Regions from separate parts of the Mus musculus genome. Here regions 2 and 3 are each linked to region 1. Evidence: chromatin contacts called from public Micro-C and promoter capture Hi-C data. All regions are on one chromosome and are shown on one strand. The core of a region is the stretch at or near the end of the contact, and the rest is flanking DNA. Distances in the headings are between cores, read along the strand shown.

Region 1 (2,700 bases), core at 47-2,546:
GGAAGGCCATTCTGTCGTTAAGACCACGGACTTTGAGTACAATTTTCCTTTAACATTTCAAGTCTGTACTCTCCTCGTGCTTCGGGATGCAGTCACCCACACCATGCCCTCTGCCCCACCCTGCGGCTCTGGGATCTTTCTCAGCAAATAAGATCAACCAGAATCCTTCACTTTCCACTCCACAGCTTTAGGTCTAAGCCCTGTCCCACTTAACTGTGCTGTGAACTTCAAGACCAGCATCTTTCAGGAAACACACAGGATTTCCCCGCTGGCGTCTTCTTCTTGTTCATCCCTGCTCCCCAAATCCCGAATCTAGATAGAGGACAACTTAGACTTGTCCTCGGGGCGCTTATTGCCCAACATCCAAAGCCTGGGATATAAACCACACGGAACATCTGTCAAAAGCACTTTACAGTGGACGGGTGAGTCCTTCTCTTTGCTCAGTTAATCAGAATACATCTACATTCGGTTTTCTCTGATTCTACAGGTGAGGCGGGAATCGGAGACCCAAAAGGTCAAGTACCTTGCCCACGGAGCGGAACCCTCAGGCTCCTTGGTGCTCTAAGGCAAACGTGTACTGCTGAGACTCCGGTAGACCTAGGTTTGAATCCCCGCTCAGCCCCGGAGTTCAAACAAGCCACTTCACTTCCTCGTGCCCATGTCTCCTTCTGAAAACAGGATTTCGAATTCGGGACTGTCATCATGCGAGTAGAAGCAGTGCCTGGAGCAAGGTCGCCGGAACTATAAATGTGAGCTCCCTTTCAGACCCCGGCTTGACGAGCTGCTTCTCCGATTTCTACAGCGGCTCCTCCCTTTCAGAGCTGCCCAGGCCACTGGGGGTGCCAACTGTGGAGCGCTGTGTCGGTCCTGACGCTGCATCCGGTACCAGGAATCCTTAAAGAAGCTCTGGGGAGAGCGGTGGGCAGCGAAGCGAAGAGGGGAGGCAGGAGTCAGATAGAGGGGGCTGGGTGGAACAGAGAGAAGGCTGGCACCCACCGCAGAGGGGCCCTCTACCCCGCCTGCACCTGAAGTGTCCCCAAGTGGCCGATGCCCGCCCTCTTCCCTCCCTTCACCCCAGCTTCTTCCCTTCCTAGCCGGCTCAGGGTGGTAGCCCCAGTACATCCAAAGGCAAAGAGTGGTCCTCTGCTGCGTGGACGCGTGGGCACTCGGGCTCTGCGTCTCCCGCGTCCCCCGAGCTGCAGCCCCGCCTCCTGCCCGCCCCGCCCCCTCCCCGTCCCGCTAGCAGGAGGCGGGGCGTGCGCGTCGGGCTGGGGACGGAGGGGGACGCGCGTGCAGCAGCTTCTCTCCGCCGGAGCAGCCGAGCAGAAGCCGTGGCTGCCGATCCCCCGCGGACTGGCAGTGGGCGGGGAGCGGAACTCGGGAGCCGGGCGCGCGTCGCCAGACAAGTGTTTTTGTGCGAGGCCGCGGTGGCGGCCACTTCAGCTCTCTGAACGCACGGTGCAGGGGATGCGAGCGGCCGTGGCGGCTGTGCCAGGAGGATCCGAGCGCCGTTGACCTGAGCGAGGGGACACACTCCCCCGGGTCGGCTGAGTGCGGGGGAGGGGACGGCGGGAGCGCAGGGTGCACGCCGGGCGGGGCAGGGGGTCAGTGATGACCGGGCGCGCGGGGAGGCTGCACGCCGCCGCCGCCGCCCGGAGCATCTGCCGCCTGAGCTGCGGATCGCAGCCGCCGCCCGGGCCATGGAGACGCTGAACGGCCCCGCGGGCGGCGGCGCCCCGGACACCAAGCCGCAGCCAGCCGGCCAGCATCACCGCCACCACCACCTGCACCCGCTGGCCGAGAGGAGGCGGCTGCACCGCGCACCCTCGCCCGCCAGACCCTTCCTCAAGGACCTGCACACGCGGCCCGCCACGGCCACCCCCTCTGCGGGCCGTGCCCCGACTCCCGCGGCTCCTCGCTCGCCTAGCCTTGCCGGGAAGGCGCCGCCGTCGCCCGGGCCCCCGGCCGCGCCCGGTCGCCTCTCCCGACGCAGCGGTGTAGTCCCCGGCGCGAAGGACAAGCCGCCGCCGGGCGCCGGAGCCAGGTCGGCGGGCGGCGCTAAGGCCGTCCCGGGGACCAGGAGGGCGGCGCGCGCGGGGCCGGCGGAGCCACTGTCCCGGGTTGGGAGGCCGACTGGGGCCGAGCCACCGCCTGCCGTCGCGAAGGGTCGCAAAACCAAGCGCGGCCCCGGGACGCCTCCAGCTCGCGCCGTCGTGCCCCCGGCTCGCGCCTCCCGGGTCCCCGCCGTGACCCTCTCTGTGACCTCGGTGGCTGGCTGTCGTATCAACCACACGGACAGCAGCTCGGATCTCTCCGACTGCGCCTCCGAACCCTTGTCTGATGAGCAGCGCCTACTCCCCGCCGCCAGCAGCGACGCTGAGTCGGGCACCGGCTCCAGTGACCGGGAACCCATACGCGGAGCACCCACTCCGAGCTCCGGATCCCGCGGGCCGCCGCCGGGCAGCCCCGAGCCCCCTATCCTGCTCGCGGCGCCCCCTGTCGCCAGTGCCTGTCTCGGGGGCCGAAGCAGCCCAGGCGGGGCCTCCACAGGGTCCCCGGGACCCGGTTCTCAGGAGGATGTTGGGGGCCGAGCGCCACCGGAGCGGACGATTCTGGGGACCTCCAAGGAGCCTAGCCTGGGCGAACAGCCCCGGCTCTTGGTGGTGGCTGAGGAAGAGGAGTTGCTGAGGGAGATGGAGG
Region 2 (2,700 bases), core at 134-2,633, 260 kb before region 1:
GGTCATTTAATGATAGTTACTGAATTCATAGCACCAAGAAGTAGAAAGATATGTATAATTCCCTCATCTTCATAGCACACCAGATGTATTAGAAACCCAAGTATAACAAACAATTAACTGTGATAGACTTAAGTCAGAATGTGATTGTGCCAATAAGATAGGCTCTGCATATGGAATACAGGACTTGGAGGTGGCCTCAAGAGGCTGAACCCTCCCAGGAGTAACAACTTCCATTGGCAAGAATAGGACACAAATCGTTTTTGCAAATAGGATGGAAAGCCACAGAAAGGAGAATTGGTGGCAGGAGGAGAAAGCCACGGCCTGGTGCATCTGTCTTAGCATGGAATGGAGACTCTGATCCTTGAATCTAGTTCAGAGCTTGTTGAAATGGGTCTGCAATGGAGAGCGGTAAAAGGAGAATGTCTGTCTTACTGGAAGTCGTCGAAGTAGTGAATCAGTTGTTCTGGTTAGCGTTGCAGAAACACAGTTCCGACTAGACACAGTAGAGTACACTTGTTGTCCCGGCTACTCAGGCAGGAGGATCCATGACCAGCCAGAATAACATAGCCAGGAAGAAGGTGATAAGGGAGGGAGGAAGACAAGGAAAACGGTGGCTGTGGTAATCTCGGAAAAGCAGCTGGAGAGGGGCCATGGGCTCTTCACTAGAGAGCAGGCTCAGCAAGAAGCTGGTGTGGCTAGTGATAGCGTGTTTATGGGAGATCACAGTCTGAATATTATTGGGAATGGGCATCATTAAGGAAAGGTGAGAAGTTGGATATGAGCCTGGATCTTTGGCTTTGTGTCTTGGACTGTTAATGTGAAGGCTAATAACCAAGTACCTAGCAAATCCCTTCCTACCTCACCCCATCCTCCAAGAAAGGGCTGGAGATTTAAGGAAATGGCTGAATGGCTGTTTAACATGTGGAGTTTGAGAAGACGAGTGAAAGACAGACACGAGGAAGTCTCAGGAAAGAGGTGAACTGAAGGTATTGCAAAATCTGGGGTCTCCTTTTCATTTGCCACCATCTGCTGTGCCTTCTCTACCCTCAGCTTTAAGCCAGACATGAATATCAAGATGAGCAGACAAGGCACGATCTAAGAAGTGTCAAAACAACGATTATACTAATGAGTACACGAGTGAACACGCACACATATGTGGGTGGCTGTGTTCAGTGATCGGATGCTATATTAGTCTGTTTTTTTCATTACTATAATAAAGTCCCTGGGGAATCTACCTTACAAAGCAAAGAGGCTGATTAAACCTCATAGCTCTGGAGTCTAATCATCTCAACAACACTGTTCAGGGTCTTGCAAAGACCCCCTTGGCTTCACCACATCATGGTGGTGTGGGAAGCCGTTGCAGAGTGGCAGTTGCAAAGTGGCAGTTGGCTACTTCTGGCCACCACACATACATAGGCAGTGAAGGTTCTTTTGCCAAGACAAGTTAACCAATCAGATGTGAGACACGCCTCTCCTAGGCCTATGTAAGCAGCACCAGTTCTGGGCTCAGGGTCTTTTTGCCTCTACAATCAAGCTCCCCCAATAAACGTGTGCAGAAGGATCCTGTTGCAGCATCGTTCTTCCTGGCCAGTTGAGCGCGCGCAAGATGGTGGGAAACACTAAGAGTCTTTCTCCCTCATTCATTCTAAAGCCACTGGAATTCAAACACACAATATCTACCCCAAAGACATAATTCACTCTGATTACATCTCAGAGATTTCCATCTCTAAAGCTCTTAGTGGTATTCACTCACTGTCTTTGTAATACTGTTAGCATAAGACTTTGGGGATTAGACTCCAGGCATGACTGGGAAGGGAGCTGTGTTGAGTGAGAGCATTTAGCATAAAGCAGAAATGGGAATGAGAAGAGAAGCCATTGGAGACAGCAAATAAAAATACAGAAAAGGGAGAAAGGAATGGCAAAAGAAAATCACAGACAAGAGAAGAGCTTGCCCGTGATCAAGCATAGCTGTGTAGAGAGGGTGTGGTCAGTCACCACAGGCTGAGGCTGCACAGGTAAATTGTGTCCTTGGGCACCGGTAACATGATTAAATTCAGTGACAATGGTTTCACAGAGTGATGTGGGACTCATACCAGAGGGTCAGGGCTGGGGCTCATCTGGACCTGAAGCTAAGGCTGCAAATGATGTTCCCGAAGCTTGCTGTACCTGCACTGGGACTGGGACAGTACATATCCAAAAAAAGATGAATAGGATTTGGGGACACAGACAACCAGGCCATGCAGCAGGCATGCTGTAGATGTGTTCCATGTTGACAGAGAGAGCCGAGGCTTTGTCACAGATTGCTGAATGTGCACTTCTAGAATGGAGTTTCAACAGCTTGCTATCAAAAGTCCCCAAGGGTTTGCATGAGGAAGGACCATGAACAGGCGACACATTGGAGATTATGCAAAGACAGCCACTTAAAACAAGAAAAAAAAAAAAACAGCCAAGAAGTTGACAAGGGAGTACTCTAGACGACTCCTCCCTCTCTTCAGAGGAACGCCTATGAGGATTGTTAGGCCATGTGCAGTAGAGATCAGTTCTAGCTAATTAAAGTCAAAGGGGAATTTACTGGGAAAATGCAAGGATCCTTAAATGCTAATGTGGAATGTGAAGCTTGCAGATGCACAGGAATGAACACAGCAAAGCCAGAGGGTCGGGAGGCAGACAGTGTGGTGGGAGGCTACTGCTCCTCCTCCC
Region 3 (2,700 bases), core at 40-2,539, 500 kb after region 1:
ACCCAAGCGTGTGTATGTGCACTTGTGCACATGTGTGTGCACACACGTGTATATATGTGCGTGTGTGTGTATGTGTGTACTTGCATGTGTGTGTGTGTGTGTTTGCACTCCTTCTGTGGCACACATGTGGAGATCAGAAGATGACTTGCAAGAATTGGCTCTCTACTTCCACCTTGTGGATCTTGAGGCTTGACTATAAGGCTTGGTGGCAGCTAAATATAAGGTCATCAGGTTTGGTGACAGATGTCCTTATGAGCTGAACCACCACCTTGGGTGGCTTTCTTACTTTTGATTTTCCTAAACAGGGTTTCTCATGGCACCTGGAGCTTTAGTGAACCCAGAAATCCTCCTATGTCTACCTCCTTCTAGGGCTGGGTTTCATATATCAACCCCTGTGCCTGACATATGAACATATGGGCATATGAATCTGAACCCTGGTCTTTTACTAACTGATCCATCTACTCAGCCCCCGATTTTTAAAGAAAACCTATGCTTACTTTACAAAATGTATTAATACCAGCACTATGACCCACATTAGCTAGTAATTTATTACTATCCATCTCAGCCAATTTTTTCTAGGCTGCTGCCTCCCAGTAAACCAAGGAGAGTTTAAGACACTTCCTAGGTTAAGAAAGGGTTTGACACTAGGCCATTGCTCCCAAAGTGAACTGGCCATGTGGGCTCCAACTCAATGGCTGTGGAATATTGCTGGAAAAGCAATGGTTATGGTAAAGACCTAAATGTACTTTATTTGTGGGCTACTGGTGGGATAAGCCCCATCTTCCTAAAGTTCAAGACTCAATGACTGGTCAAGCCAATACTGACCTGACCTCCGTTCCAACTGAGGCTTCTTCCAGTTGGTCTCCCTCCCATACCTAGTGACATTCCTGAGCAGGATTCACTGCTGCCTTCTCTCCTTTTTGGCAGTGCCAGGCTTAACATTTTTATGAATTAGTGACTGAAGTGTGGGACAGATCCGTATCCAGTGATCCCTAGGTGCTTAAACACGTATTTAAAATGAACCTTGCCTCGCACGTCAAGTATCAGTCCTGTTCTATTCATCTGCCCTGTGCCTCATTCTTATATCCAGTAAGGAGGACAAATCAGCTTTGTGGCAGAGCTGCTGAACCGAACCGCAGGGCACAGCGGCTGGCAGCAGAGGTAAGCCGCCCAACAGGTGGCAGCAGACCAGACGGCTGATGGGCGGGGCCCGGCTCCGCGAGAGGCCGGAGCGCACACACCTGGGGGCGTGGCCGAGGGCGTGCCCAGCCCGGGCTCCAGGGGGCGTGGCCTGCAGCCCGGCGCGGGCCTGGGAGCGGCCGGGGACAGCGCGGGCCTGTGTGTCCGCGGCGCCGGGGTTCGCGGGAGCTGCTTGGAGGCTCGGCGGCCGGGAGGAGGCCGGGGCCACGGTGAGCGAGCTCGGGCGCGCGGGCGGGCGGCATCTAGGAAGCCAGGCCGCGGCGCTCGGCGGGGATGCGGGCGCCGAGAGGCCCGAACGGCGGGGACAAAGGGCCGCGGTGCCACCGCCTTCGGAACCTCGGGTCCGGGCGCTGGTGTGGGGTGTCGCGCTCCTCCCCCGCGGTCACCTGGATTCCCGGAGGACGGCGGGAAGACGCTCGGGGCAGCCGGGGGTGTCTGTGGGTCCCCGCGGCCGGCAGCGGCGACGGGGCCGCACCGGCTGTGGGCAGGATGCCCAGGGAGCCGGCTGGGTCCGCAGGGAGCGGGCGAGAAAATGGGATTACTAACGGTTCCCCGCCGGCGGGCAGGAGCTCTGGACTTTCTGTTTCAGAACGGAGTCATACCCCATGCAGAGCCTGTGGTGTAGCGCCATCTCCTAGTTTTGTAACCAGCAGGGTCCACTTTCTAACCGGCCCTACATCAAAATTGTATTTTATTGTTTTGAGGGGATTTATTTTGACTCCTTTAAAATAAAATGCATGCGTCTGTATGCGTATGCACACTTTTCGTCTTGGCACTGCTATAGGGGCCAGAAGAGGGCATTGGATGCCCCAGAGCTGGGCTTGCTGACCCTTGTGCCCTGCCAGTGTGGGTGCTGGGAACCGAACTCGGGTCCTCTACAAGAGTAGCAAGTGCTCTTAAGACATTGAGCCATCTCTCTAGCCCCTTATTTTTATCGTTAATTTATCTAACTTGGAAGTAAAGCTGGCCTGCAGTTCATTATCCTCCTGCCTTGCTTGCCAAATGCTGGGATCACAGGCGTGTCTCATCAGGCCCAGCTATTATTTAATTGATTTTGTTGGGAATTTGTGTTTTAGCCTTAAGAAATTATATCTTTAAAATTTTAGTGGGTGCGCGAGCGTGTTTATGCGCACACAAGCATACCTGTGCACCTGCGCCATGGTGTGTATGCCAAAGGACAACTTTGGAGGGAGGCAATTCTCTTCCTTTTTTTTTTTTTTTTTTTTCCTGGTTTTTCGAGGCAGGGTTTCTCTGTGTAGCCCTGGATGTCCTGGAACTCACTCTGTAGACCAGGCTGGCCTCGAACTCAGAAATCCGCCAACCTCTGCCTCCCAAGTAGAACTTAGGCTTTCAGGCATGTCAGGCAAGTGTTGTTAGCCACCTAGCTATCTTGCCAGCCCCCACTTATAACCCCTGTGAGAATTTGTGCTGGTGCCCCTCTGTTTTCTTTCTGTACTGTGATACTTCTTAAGAACAGAAGAATCTACCGTACTAACAGAA

What was found. Promoter capture Hi-C pulls out the DNA fragments that hold promoters and counts their contacts. Hi-C and Micro-C count contacts between places; a contact is called where the count stands out from the background.
Region 2: a promoter capture Hi-C map of stem cell-derived epiblast-like cells shows a contact between it and region 1, with 3 times the contacts expected there. The contact joins the promoter of 1700016K05Rik here to the promoter of Mtcl1 in region 1. A contact is called at or near these places in 2 of 39 promoter capture datasets (liver and stem cell-derived epiblast-like cells).
Region 3: a Micro-C map of embryonic stem cells shows a contact between it and region 1, with 2.7 times the contacts expected there. The contact joins the promoter of Twsg1 here to the promoter of Mtcl1 in region 1. A contact is called at or near these places in 1 of 39 promoter capture datasets (embryonic stem cells), 3 of 484 Hi-C or Micro-C datasets (embryonic stem cells, large pre-B cells and pro-B cells), 4 of 115 datasets of contacts at active chromatin or transcription factors (the NIH/3T3 cell line, large pre-B cells, pancreatic cancer cells and 1 more) and 1 of 9 other capture datasets (pancreatic islet).

What each region holds. Positions count from the first base shown.
Region 1 is chr17:66,448,346-66,451,045 of GRCm38.p6, reverse strand. It overlaps Mtcl1 (microtubule crosslinking factor 1), which reads left to right and starts at 1,296. Exons shown (of 14, transcript NM_172963.4): 1 at 1,296-2,700. The coding sequence starts at 1,701.
Region 2 is chr17:66,713,139-66,715,838 of GRCm38.p6, reverse strand. 1700016K05Rik (RIKEN cDNA 1700016K05 gene) reads right to left here and starts at 1,383. Exons shown (of 2, transcript NR_151453.1): 1 at 1,236-1,383. The region is part of intron 21 of Ptprm (protein tyrosine phosphatase, receptor type, M); the gene reads left to right.
Region 3 is chr17:65,949,776-65,952,475 of GRCm38.p6, reverse strand. Twsg1 (twisted gastrulation BMP signaling modulator 1) reads left to right here and starts at 1,289. Exons shown (of 5, transcript NM_023053.3): 1 at 1,289-1,409.